2 separate regions of the Capra hircus genome follow, and region 2 is linked to region 1. A link is a contact called in public Hi-C data. All regions are on one chromosome and are shown on one strand. Each heading gives the region's core, a stretch centred on a gene start, on an enhancer-like site or on the middle of the called end of the contact. The rest is flanking DNA. Distances are from core to core; before and after follow the strand shown.

What was found. Hi-C and Micro-C count contacts between places; a contact is called where the count stands out from the background.
Region 2: a contact with region 1 is called in a Hi-C map of blood, with 5 times the contacts expected there. The contact joins the promoter of AVPR1B here to the enhancer-like site in region 1. A contact is called at or near these places in 2 of 5 Hi-C or Micro-C datasets (blood and liver).

The regions. Positions count from the first base shown.
Region 1 is chr16:3,031,312-3,036,471 of ARS1.2, forward strand. SLC26A9 (solute carrier family 26 member 9) reads right to left here. Exons shown (of 21, transcript XM_018060067.1): 17 at 5,052-5,160; 18 at 3,939-3,993; 19 at 2,009-2,154; 20 at 576-647. Among named protein-coding and RNA genes, the nearest start is that of PM20D1, 17 kb to the left of the region's middle. Within about 2 kb of position 2,605, at least 2 of the 5 cell types and tissues checked have an H3K27ac peak or open chromatin away from gene starts, as enhancers often do.
Region 2 is chr16:3,255,208-3,260,552 of ARS1.2, forward strand. AVPR1B (vasopressin V1b receptor) reads right to left here and starts at 2,956. Exons shown (of 2, transcript XM_005690409.2): 1 at 2,014-2,956. The coding sequence starts at 2,956.

The sequences.
Region 1 (5,160 bases), core at 1,355-3,854:
TTCAGGGCATTGGGGTGGGGCTACTTTTCATGTCGGGACCATACAGTTCTATATGAAGTACAAGCCACATCCGCATGGCTCGGAACGGCTGCCCACCTGCAGTAGTATTTGTACCCCTGGAATTCATCTGATTGGATGTGCGCCCACCCTGGGACAGTGTCAGGCAGGTAGTAGGCACACCATCAATACCGGTTGAATTAACAAAAGAACAAAAGCGTCCCTCACTAATCTTGTTAGGTAGATGGGACAGGTATTCCTCGTATTTCCCTTATTTTACAGTGATAAACACTGGGGGCCTGGTGGTGTCACGTGGCTTGCCCAAGATCGTGTGGCCAGTGCGTGGGAGAGTTAAGAATAGATGTTGTTTCTCTAGGACTTGATCCAGTGACTCTCCCGTCCCCCATGACGCCTTTCAGGGAGTGAGAAGAATTAAGATCTGCTATTAAAAGAAAGGCGAGAAAGAAACATTATTGCCTTCAAGGTGACTGCTCTGACTTCTGGTGGGAGAGCCCAGCCAACACTGGGTGGGAGAGGCTCTCCTTCCTTCCCCTTCTGACCCCCGCTAGTCAGCTTACCTGCTCTAAATCCCAGTAGCTGGGGCTGTCCTCCTCTGGCTCGTACAGAGAAAGCTCAGGGTCCACGGGCGCCTGGGTGGGGGAAACCAGTGCGGAGTGAGCTGCAGCGACCGAATGGTGGTCTGGCACAAATGGCGGGGTGGGAGAGGGCGTCATGTGTTCTGATGAGTAACTTGGCCTCTTGTCCTTTCCTCCCCTCCCTCGTTTGCCTCTCAAAATACAGCACAGCCGCAGTTTCCCTCTTCCCTGTAGACAGGTGTGCATCAGAGTCGGCTCCCTTGGCGGGCACCTCAGAAGCAGGAAAGCTTTACCTAGCTTACCCAGCTGCCCGACCTGGGGAATCCATCTCCCTTCTCTGTAAAAGTAGGATGATCACACTCACTTTGCTGACTCTCTGCCTTACCACGCTGTTGAAAACAGTGTATGTGTGTATAATTTACAGATATGAATAGAGTCTGTAATATGTAAATATACAATTGGTACAATATACATCTTTAAGAATTTAAACTGTAAAACCAGGGCATTATTTGTGCAGTTATGATGATGAGGGTTTCCCCAGAATCTCCCTCTCTTTGCTCTGCTGGCAAAGAGCATGAGGCCAAGAAGGCCACTGCTCTCACGGTTTGCCTCTGTGTGTGGTGGGCGGGTGCCCGGCTCTGTGTTTCCCTGGACAGGCTTTCTGCACCCAGAACAGATGGCTCCAGCTTCATGAGTCTCAAAAAGCAAAGAGCAAATTGTTGCTCTAGGGCCAGAAAAGCCTTTCTTATGATCCCCAGAGGGTAGAAGGGCTTTGCATTGCGGACTAGGACACAGAGGCTTGGCAGCCCGAGGGCCGAAGATGAGCTGGCAGGGCAGCTTGGAAGATGGAGCTGTCTGGGGAGGCCTGGGCAGGGACCCCGACTGGATGGGCTTTTTCTGCCTCCCCAGCTTTCTGGAGTGTTATTTGTAGACACTGTTATTTGTAGCTCATTGGCATACCACTGACTGAGCTAGTAAATTAAATGTCAAGAAAATGAGACAAAACTCTGATCCACACTCTTCATCCATCACCAGCCTGAAATCTCTAAGCTCGGTTAAATTAAAACAGGCAGGCTTACTCCCCTCCCTTCTCCAAAACATCTTGTAGAAAGAGGGAAGGAACAGGATGGTTGAGCCATGTCAGGATACAGGGCATAACCTACTGTGCTTTGGGTGTTTGATCTCATAAAAATTCTAATAAAAAGAATTTGTAATATACAAAGCTTTTTCAAGTGACACAAAAGATATAATTATCAGTTAATCCTAAAACCAAAACAAAAGATCCTGTGAGAGAGATAATGTTATCTTAAGGCACCCATTCCACACATAAGAAAACCGAGATTAAGGAAAGTTAATTGATTGTCTGTTATTTCAGTGCCCTGGGGCCTCGGATTCCCCAGGTGCAGAGAGCTTACCCCTTGGAAGTCGTGTCCTGGGGCCACTTCCCTGGCCTGTGCCTGGGCAAAGAGGACCGCATCGTGTATGCTGGGAAAGATGTGACTGCGTTCCAGACACCCGTCTTCAAAGAGGCCTCCATGGCTGATGTCATCGTACACCTGGGCTGCGAGGAGGAAAAGGTCACCTTCAAAAGCTGACGCCACTGTGGCCTGGAGCTGGGGGTGGGGGAGATGGAGAGAGAGCGGCCTGGTGGTCGCGCCCTTGCTGCATCACAGGGCCTGGGCCTTGGCCTTGCAGTGCCAGTTCTGGACAGCAGAGGGCAACGTGAGCTTGAGGATGCTGAACCTTCAACCCTGGGCAGAAGGAAATAGCTTGATTCAGGGTGTCGGTACTTGGTGGTGAGGGAAAGCCGAAATCATGGGCCGGTTCTGTCTCTTGAGGGTCCATTCTTCCTCCTGTTCACCCAGACCTTTCCTGCAGAGTCCGGTGTGTGGCAGAGCCCTTACTCTGCTCTAGTCCTGGGGATGATTTCCTGAGGCGTGTCCAGTGAGGGTGGGCAGGGAGCCTCTGAGTCCAGCTCCAGAGTACGCACAGAGCAGTGCACAGCTCACAGGCACAGAGCAGAGCCAGCGCAGACTCTCCCCGGGCGGAGCTTGCACAGAGTCTGTGCCACGCTCAGGCCGGCACCCAGGCTGACTGGTCCTGCTGGAAGGCGCTGACCCTCCGAGGCAGTGGGGTGTGCAAACGTGGGCCTTTCCCTCTCTCCTGTGCGTCTGGGGAGTTATGGCATATCTGTGCTTTCTGCCTGTTTATGGACTTTTGGATTTGGAGAAGATTCCCCGGTTCATCTAGTCAACCTCTTCATGTTACACAGGTGGTAATCGATCCCCAGGCAGATGAAGTGACATGGCAAATTGAAAGGGAAAGTCGCTCAGTCATGTCTGACTCTGCAATTCTCCAGGCCAGAATACTGGAGTGGATGGTCTTTCTCTTCTCCAGGGGATCTTCCCAACCCAGGGATCGAGCCCAGTCCTCCCGCATTGCGGGCAGATTCTTGCCACAAGGGAAGCCCAAGAATACTGGAGTGGGTAGGCTATCCCTTCTCCAGGAGATCTGCCTGACCCGGGAATTGAACGGGGGTCTCCTGCATTGCAGGCAGATTCTCCACCAACTGAGCTAAACATGGCAAATTGCTGCTGCTGCTCCTGCTAAGTCACTTCAGTCGTGTCTGACTCTGTGCGACCCCAGAGACGGCAGCCCACCAGGCTCCCGCGTCCCTGGGATTCTCCAGGCAAGAATACTGGAGTGGGTGGCCATTTCCTTCTCCAATGCACGAAAGTGAAAAGTGAAAGTGAAGTCGCTCAGTTGTGTCCGACTCCTAGCGACCCCATGGACTGCAGCCTACCAGGCTCCTCCATCCATGGGATTTGCCAGGCAAGAGTACTGGAGTGGGTTGACATTGCCTTCTCCAAACATGGCAAATTAGTGGTGGGCAAATCAGAATCCTAGTTGCCTCTCCTTAACTTTACAATCCCCTCCTCCAACACTTTTATTGGGACCCCTAGTGGTAAAGAACCTGCTTGCCAGTGCTGTAGGCGTGGGTTTGATCCCTGGCTTGGGAAGATACCTTGGAGGAGGCCATGGTGACCGCTCCAGTGTTCTTGCCTAGAAAGAATCCCATGGTGAGAGGAGCCCGGCAGACTACAGTTCGTTGGGTCACACAGAGTCAGACATGACTGAAGCGACTCAGCACAGCACAGCGTATAGGATGTTACGTAACCCAGCTGCAGTCCCTTCTGACTGGTGCCTGAGCTCTTGTGAGCAGGCAGTAGTTTAGGGGAACAGGTGCTGTTCTAGTTGCTACCCCCTCACTATTCGGCCTCCCACCGTCCTAGTCCCACCCTAGCCCCTCGTCAGCCTTCAGTCCCCGAAACATCCTTCTCTTACCATGAATGTTCGCCAAGAAGACCTTCACCCCGATCTTCTCATAGGTGGAGCTCAGCTGGAGGAGCCGGGAGCGAGTTGGGTAGGGAGACAGAAGGAAAGGAATGTTCTGAGTGGGCCTCCAGAGTGATTCACAAAACGCACTTGAGAGGGAAGCCAGAGAGGGAAGCCAAACAAATAAGCAACCAGGAGAGCTCTGGCAGCCCAAGATAAAAATAGCAGCAAAGCACACCACTCCTCCCTGGAGTGTTGGCCGACCGCTCCTCTGGAAAGTGGGGCAGACCTGGGGCTTTGCCAACAAGGCAGCCACTTGGTGTCCCCGTGGCCCCTTCTTGTGGGGCCAGATCTTTTCTTTCGACAGCTTAGAATCCCAGACCCCACCTCGTGCCTGCCTTCGAGGCTTAGGCAGAAGCCGCGGGGGAGGACCATGGCCTGGAATGGCTAATGCCTCAGCCACCTGGATCCTAGTAGACCCAGGCTGCGGGAGCAGGCCGAGCCCTTGTCTGGGGATGGAGCCGGCTGTGCGCAGGTTGACGAGGCCATCAGCCTGTGTGTTCTCTCTCTTCCTCGGTTCCACTGTGCTGCCTCTCTGGGCCAGTCTGAGATGACTCTGCCATCAGAAGTGGCTGCTGAAAAGCTATCAGACGGTTGCATTTATTCAAGCGGCCCTGTGAACTGTCTGTTTGGCCTGAAGGTGAGGGCCGCTGATATTATTTCTTCTTCTTCCCTCCGTTGACCAGACCCGGCTGATGCTAGAGTGTCTGGGTGAGTGTGGGAAGGAGCAGTAAGTAGATCATGAACCTGGGCCAAAACGAGCTCTACTCAGAGGACCCTGGGCCGGGTTCCCGCATCTGCTAGAGAGGGGTGCTAGGACGGGGTGGACCAGCGGGGCCCAGACACGCATTGTTCTGCGCTGTCTGGGCCTGCTCTGCAGGCAGCATCCTGTCCTGGTGGAATCTGGGAAAAGGGATTTTAGGAGATGGTAGGCTCCCTGGTGAGCTTCCTCACTCAGTCCTTTGAAATGAAGGCTCCAGGGAAAGGGAGTGTGGGAGGGTAGGGGTGAGGGAGTCGGGGTGGGGTTGGGCTGGGGCTCCCTCCTCCTTGGGGCTCCCTCACCTTGGCCAGGGCTTTGATGCCCATCAGGTCCACAAAGCTGACCCCACTCATGTCGAGGATGAGGGTGTGGAAGGTGACAAAGGGTGGGACGCTGGCCAGCATGTCACTG
Region 2 (5,345 bases), core at 1,706-4,205, 220 kb after region 1:
AGTGTCCAAAAAGTGGTTAAGAAGGGGTACAATGGGACTGTTACAATTCAGTATTGCTGAACTCTCTCTCTCTCTTTTTTTTTTTAGCTTAAAAAAAATTTATTTTTAATTGAAGGATAATTGCTTTACAATATTGTGTTGGTCTCTGCCATTCATCAACATGGATCTTGCTGAACTCCCTGGCAGAGTTGTGTTAATGTCATGAACCACCTTCCCCTTACTTCGTCTTTCCGGAAAAGATGTTTGGCTTGAGCGTGCCCTAGGATGAGCAGATTGAGACTAGAAACAATAGCACAGGGGAGATCACTCTAAGAGCTGGTAGGAAGGGGCAGTCTGGGTCTGCTGGTCGGTGAGTCCTCAGGAAGCTTCCAGAGCTAACTGTGCACAGGGCGTCCCTGGGGCAGTCGCGCGCCGCTCCCATCATACACCCCGAGCTGCGCATGAAGAGTCTGCTGTACGAGAGAGCACCCAGTCACCCTGACAGGTGACCACACACTTGTCCCCACCCCCCTCTTCTTAGGAGAGCAGGAACAGATGTCTTTAAATACCACTTGCCAGCATTTGGGCTGCCCAGAAACAGCACTTTCCTTTCTCAGGACAAGCTCACCCCCAAATGGCCTGACCTGTTGGCAGTATCTGAAACTTAGGCTGCCGTCTATCTCACTCCCAAGAATGACCAAAATCAGGCACCTGGAACACAGTCCTCTTAGAAGGTCCCATTTTGTTTTTCACATAGGAGGAAGGCCCTTCTCATCACTTCCAGAGCTAGAATTTGGGAAGCGGGGGTACGGAGTTGAGGAAAGAAACGAGGAGATTCCAGGCCTAGGTTCTATTCGTCACTTCACTTCGCCACTTCCTAGCTGTGTGGCCTTCCTTGGGCAGGTCAGGTATCCTCTCTGAGCCTCTGCTTTCTCATTAACAAGACAAAGGGTTGAATTTGGAGTTTCAGGGTTGTGCCCCAGGGCTAATTATTTGAAAACGGCTGTTGAAAAGGAGTTCAAAGTCTTGTTCAGCTGTAGCAGGGGAAGAATGCTGAGAGACACACTTCATGGGCCACAAACAGCCATCTGGACCAAATCATTTGAAAATCCCTTTCAAACCGTCTAGCAAACTGTCAGTTGCTTGGCCAAATCTACTCATGGTCATATCTTCATTAGGGCCAAATAGTATTTTAAAATGCTTAAGTTAGTTGCCAAAATTGTAGAATACAGAAATTTCACATTACAGGTACTCACATGGCATGTTTTGACCGGATGGGAGTCACAGCTGTCCCTTTTCACACCGGTTTAGGCACCATCTTTAAAGCTGCACCCGTTTGTTACCTGCCTGACCCTGGCAGCCTCTGTGCTGTGCTGCCGTGCTAAGTCACTTCAGTCGTGTCCGACTCTGTACGACCCCATGGACTGTAGCCCACCAGGCTCCTCTGTCCCCGGGATTCTCCAAGCCAGAATACTGGAGCGAGTTACCATGCCCTTCTCCAGGGGATCTTCCCGACCCAAGCACCGAACCCACGTCTCTTAAGTCTTCTGCACTGGCGGATGGGCACTGGCAGACTAGCGCCACCAGGGAAGGAGGCTCAGATGCTGAAGGCTCTGCCTGCAGTGCGGGACACACGGGTTCAGTCCCTGGGTCGGGAAGACCCCCTGGAGAAGGAAATGGCAACCTGCTCCAGTATTCTGGCCTGGAGAATCCCAAGGACCGAGGAGCCTGGTAGGCTACAGTCCGTGGGGTCACAAAGAGTCAGACATGACTGAGTGAGTAACACACACATAATGCTAAATGAGATCTTCAAACAGCTTTGAAGGGATTGATAGAAACCATTCAAAATGAATGCATACTAGAACTGTCCCTTTTCACACCGGAACAGACACCATCTTTAACTGCTTCACCCATTTGTTACCTGCCTGGCCCGGAAGCCACTGTGGCCCTGTCCTAATACCCACCTTCTCTCTTCTCTGCATTTTTCCACCTCCTGCTCCTGCCTCTACCTTCCCAACCAGACCACACACTTGCCTTCATCGGGGGCATTCTCATCCCACACAGACCACATCTGGACACTGAAGAAAGGCGCCCAGCAGGCGATATAGGCCAGCACAATGACGAAGGTCATCTTCACAGTTCGGATCTTGGCCCGCGAGATGGTGCTGACGCTGCTAACCCGGGATGGCAGCCCCCGCGTGGCTGCCACCGGGCCACGAGGAGCAGACGGCCTGTTCGCAGGGCCCCAGCTCCCTCCTTCGGCCTGCCCAGCCTCCGTCTTGACTTTGAGGTTCTTGCAGATTTCGTGGCAGATGAGGCTGTAGCAGGCTGTGAGCATGGCCACTGGCAGGATGAAGATGGCTAGGGTGGTCCAGGTGATGTAGGCCCGTGGCCCCCAAGGGAAGCGGAAGTCTGCCCAGCAGTCCAGCACTCCAGAGCCCTGGATCACCTCTCGTACGGAAAAAATGAAGACTTGAGGGAGGCTGAGGACCGCCGCCAGCAGCCAGGGGGCTGCGATGAGCGGGTAGGTGGACCGGCTGGGCTGCTGGAGGCTGCGCAGGGGGTGACAGACGGCCAGGTAGCGGTCCAGCGTCATGGCCAGCAGCATGTAGGTGGAAGCAAACATGCTCAGCACCTGCAGGTACTTGACGGCCCGGCAGAGCGGGTCCGGGCCCTGGAAGCGGTAGGTGATGTCCCACAGCAGCTGGGGCAGCACCTGGAAGAGCGCCACGCCCAGGTCGGTCAGAGCCAGATGCAGCACGAACACCTGCATGCGGGAGCGCTTGCGGACCGGCTGTCCCACCGTCAGAAGCACCGTCAGGTTGCCCCCTGTCGCCAGCGCCAGGACAGTGGCCAGGACGCCGATCTCCACCTTGGCCAGCTCCTCATCCCGGCCCAGCCAGGGTGTGGTGGCGTTCGCGGCAGCGAGGGTGCTCCCCGAGGTAGGAGCAGCCGTCCAAGGAGGCCTGGAATCCATGGTGGAAGTTTGCTGGGAGAGAAGCAGGCGGGGAGGCGGGGATGGACGCAGAGTGTGAGCGCAAGTAGAGAGGCCGGAGGAATGAGACGGAGTGGGCAGGAGGAGGTTAAAGACGGAAGAAAGGGGAAGGGTAGTATGACCAGAAGGAAGCTGAGACTGTGTGGCAGGAGTTAAGAGGGCAGGGATGGAGAGGATGAGGGAGAATGAGGTAAGGAAGAAGATGCTGAGCCCAGAGAAGGGCGGGGGGACCCGGGAGCGAAGGGAAGCAAGAGTCAGGGAGCCGAGGAGTCAGGAAGGGGCTGGGCAAGGCGAGCCTTCTGGAAGGGTATAAAGGCTGGGGGCGGGGGGGGGGGGGCTGGCACCACTCCCCAGTGCGCCTCAAATCCACTTTCCGCAAACTTTCCTGGAAGCGGGTGCCCCTAAACCTGTTTGCAGGAGCGCTCCTGGCCGGAGGAGTCGCTGGAAAACGCCGCTGAGCCCACACGCCCGGGCTGGCGGCTCGGCGCGAGCAGGCTTTATGCGCTCGTATCCGAGAGCGCGCGCCGCGTGGCTCCTGCCGGGGAGGGCGGAGTGACACCGTAAGCGACCAACCGCGGGGCCCAGAGAGGCTGGCTGGGGGGGCGGGGGGGGCGGGGGGCGCAGGAGTGGGGACTCGAGGGAGGCCCGGGAGGAGGGGCAGAGGGGCAGGTGGGCCCCGGACAGACAGGGAGCCAGAGAAGCCGACGGCGTGGCGAGCGCCCACCGGCCGGCGGCGCCCGCGGACAGACGAGCTCCCCGAGGCTCGCGCCTGGCACCGTCGGACTGTCTCCCGAGACAGGTGCGCGCCCAGGGGACGGGTGGTGGCCGCCCACCTACCGGGGACCCCGCGGCCGGCAGCGCTGGCGGGTCCCTGTCCCCCAGGTAGCCCCCCAAGGGTGGCCAGGTGGGCGAGGCAGCGCCCCAGACGGAGCCCGGGGCCGCCGGCGGTGGCGTCTGACCGCAGGCTTTGGGGAAACCTGGAGCCAGAAAGGCGGGAAGAAAACAAAGGCGAGGCTGTGGGTGGAGAGGAGGCAGCTGCGGAGAGCGCACGGTGGGACGAGCCGGTCCTGGGGAACCGGGGTCCAGGGCAGGGCTTCGCCTCCAGGCTTCCCGGAGTCTTGCACCAGCGGTCACCTCAAGGCGGTTTAACCACCCTGAGAGGTAGAAAACTGAGGTGTTGGAAGTCACAGGATTCGCTCTAGAAAAATCACAGAACTGGCGAAGCAGTGGAGGCGGGACTAGACCCAGTGCTTTTCCCAGAGCGGCCTTTGCTAACATCCGTGAGAGGCACGGGTGCAGATAAAAAGAAGCCACCGGGGCCCAGAGGAAGCTCACAGGGCGGTGGAGACAGTGCAACAGTGCCGCGGTGCTGGGTGTAGAATTTATTTTTAGTACATAGAGGAGGTGGATCACTGGGACTCCAGAGCAGAAGTTCCTTAGGAGTGACAACAGCATCGTCCGCTACCCGCAGAAAGGCCAGGTCCCATCATCATTCTGGAGGTCCGCTTGTCTTGCCTTTTAATCAAACCTGACCCCCCTTTATAGTGTCATCCGTCCACCACGTATCCAATTAAGGTCCCTTCTTGACTCGCCTCCACCCTACACAGCCTGCACATTCATCTCCAGCTCATCCTTCATGGTTCAAACACTCACATTCCTCACCTAAAATATATTAGCTTCCTTCTGTGCTGTGCAGCCCAACCCTTTGACAGCGAAACTCAAAAGGGCTGTTTGTCTCCATCTTCTTACTCCCATTCATTTCTTGATGTATTCATTAAAAATTATATATAGTTAAACATATGATATCAAACTATATGTACCATTCTGGAACTTGCTTTTTAAATTCCACTTTATTTTTTAGGTCTGCCCATGGTAATACATAGATCTAGCTTATTCAGCTTCTCATGCACACTATTGAAGTATGTGAATATAATGCATTTTGTTTATTTATGATTTTAGGTTTTTTCAGCTTTTTTAGCTATTTAATTTTTAATGCTACAATGAACATTCTTTGTATATGTGTCCTTATGTTCATGTGTGAGAATTTCTCTCAGGTGTACATACAGATGTATATGCTTGATGTAAGTATTATTGGACCATACAGTGTATGAATTTTCAATTAGATAGATCCATATCTTAAATTTTGTCTCCAAATGTGTTGTGCCGATTTAGTCTCCCACCAGTTGCGTTTGAGTTTTCCACCGTAGTCAGTCAGACTTTCTCGTTTTCACCAATTTGATAGATATGAAATAGCATCTCATGCTGCTTTTATTCTATTTCACTGACTATTAATTGAGTATCTTACCATGTGTTTATTTGTTGTTTGGGCTTTTGTGAGTTGTTATATCCTCTGCATGTTTTTTGATCACAT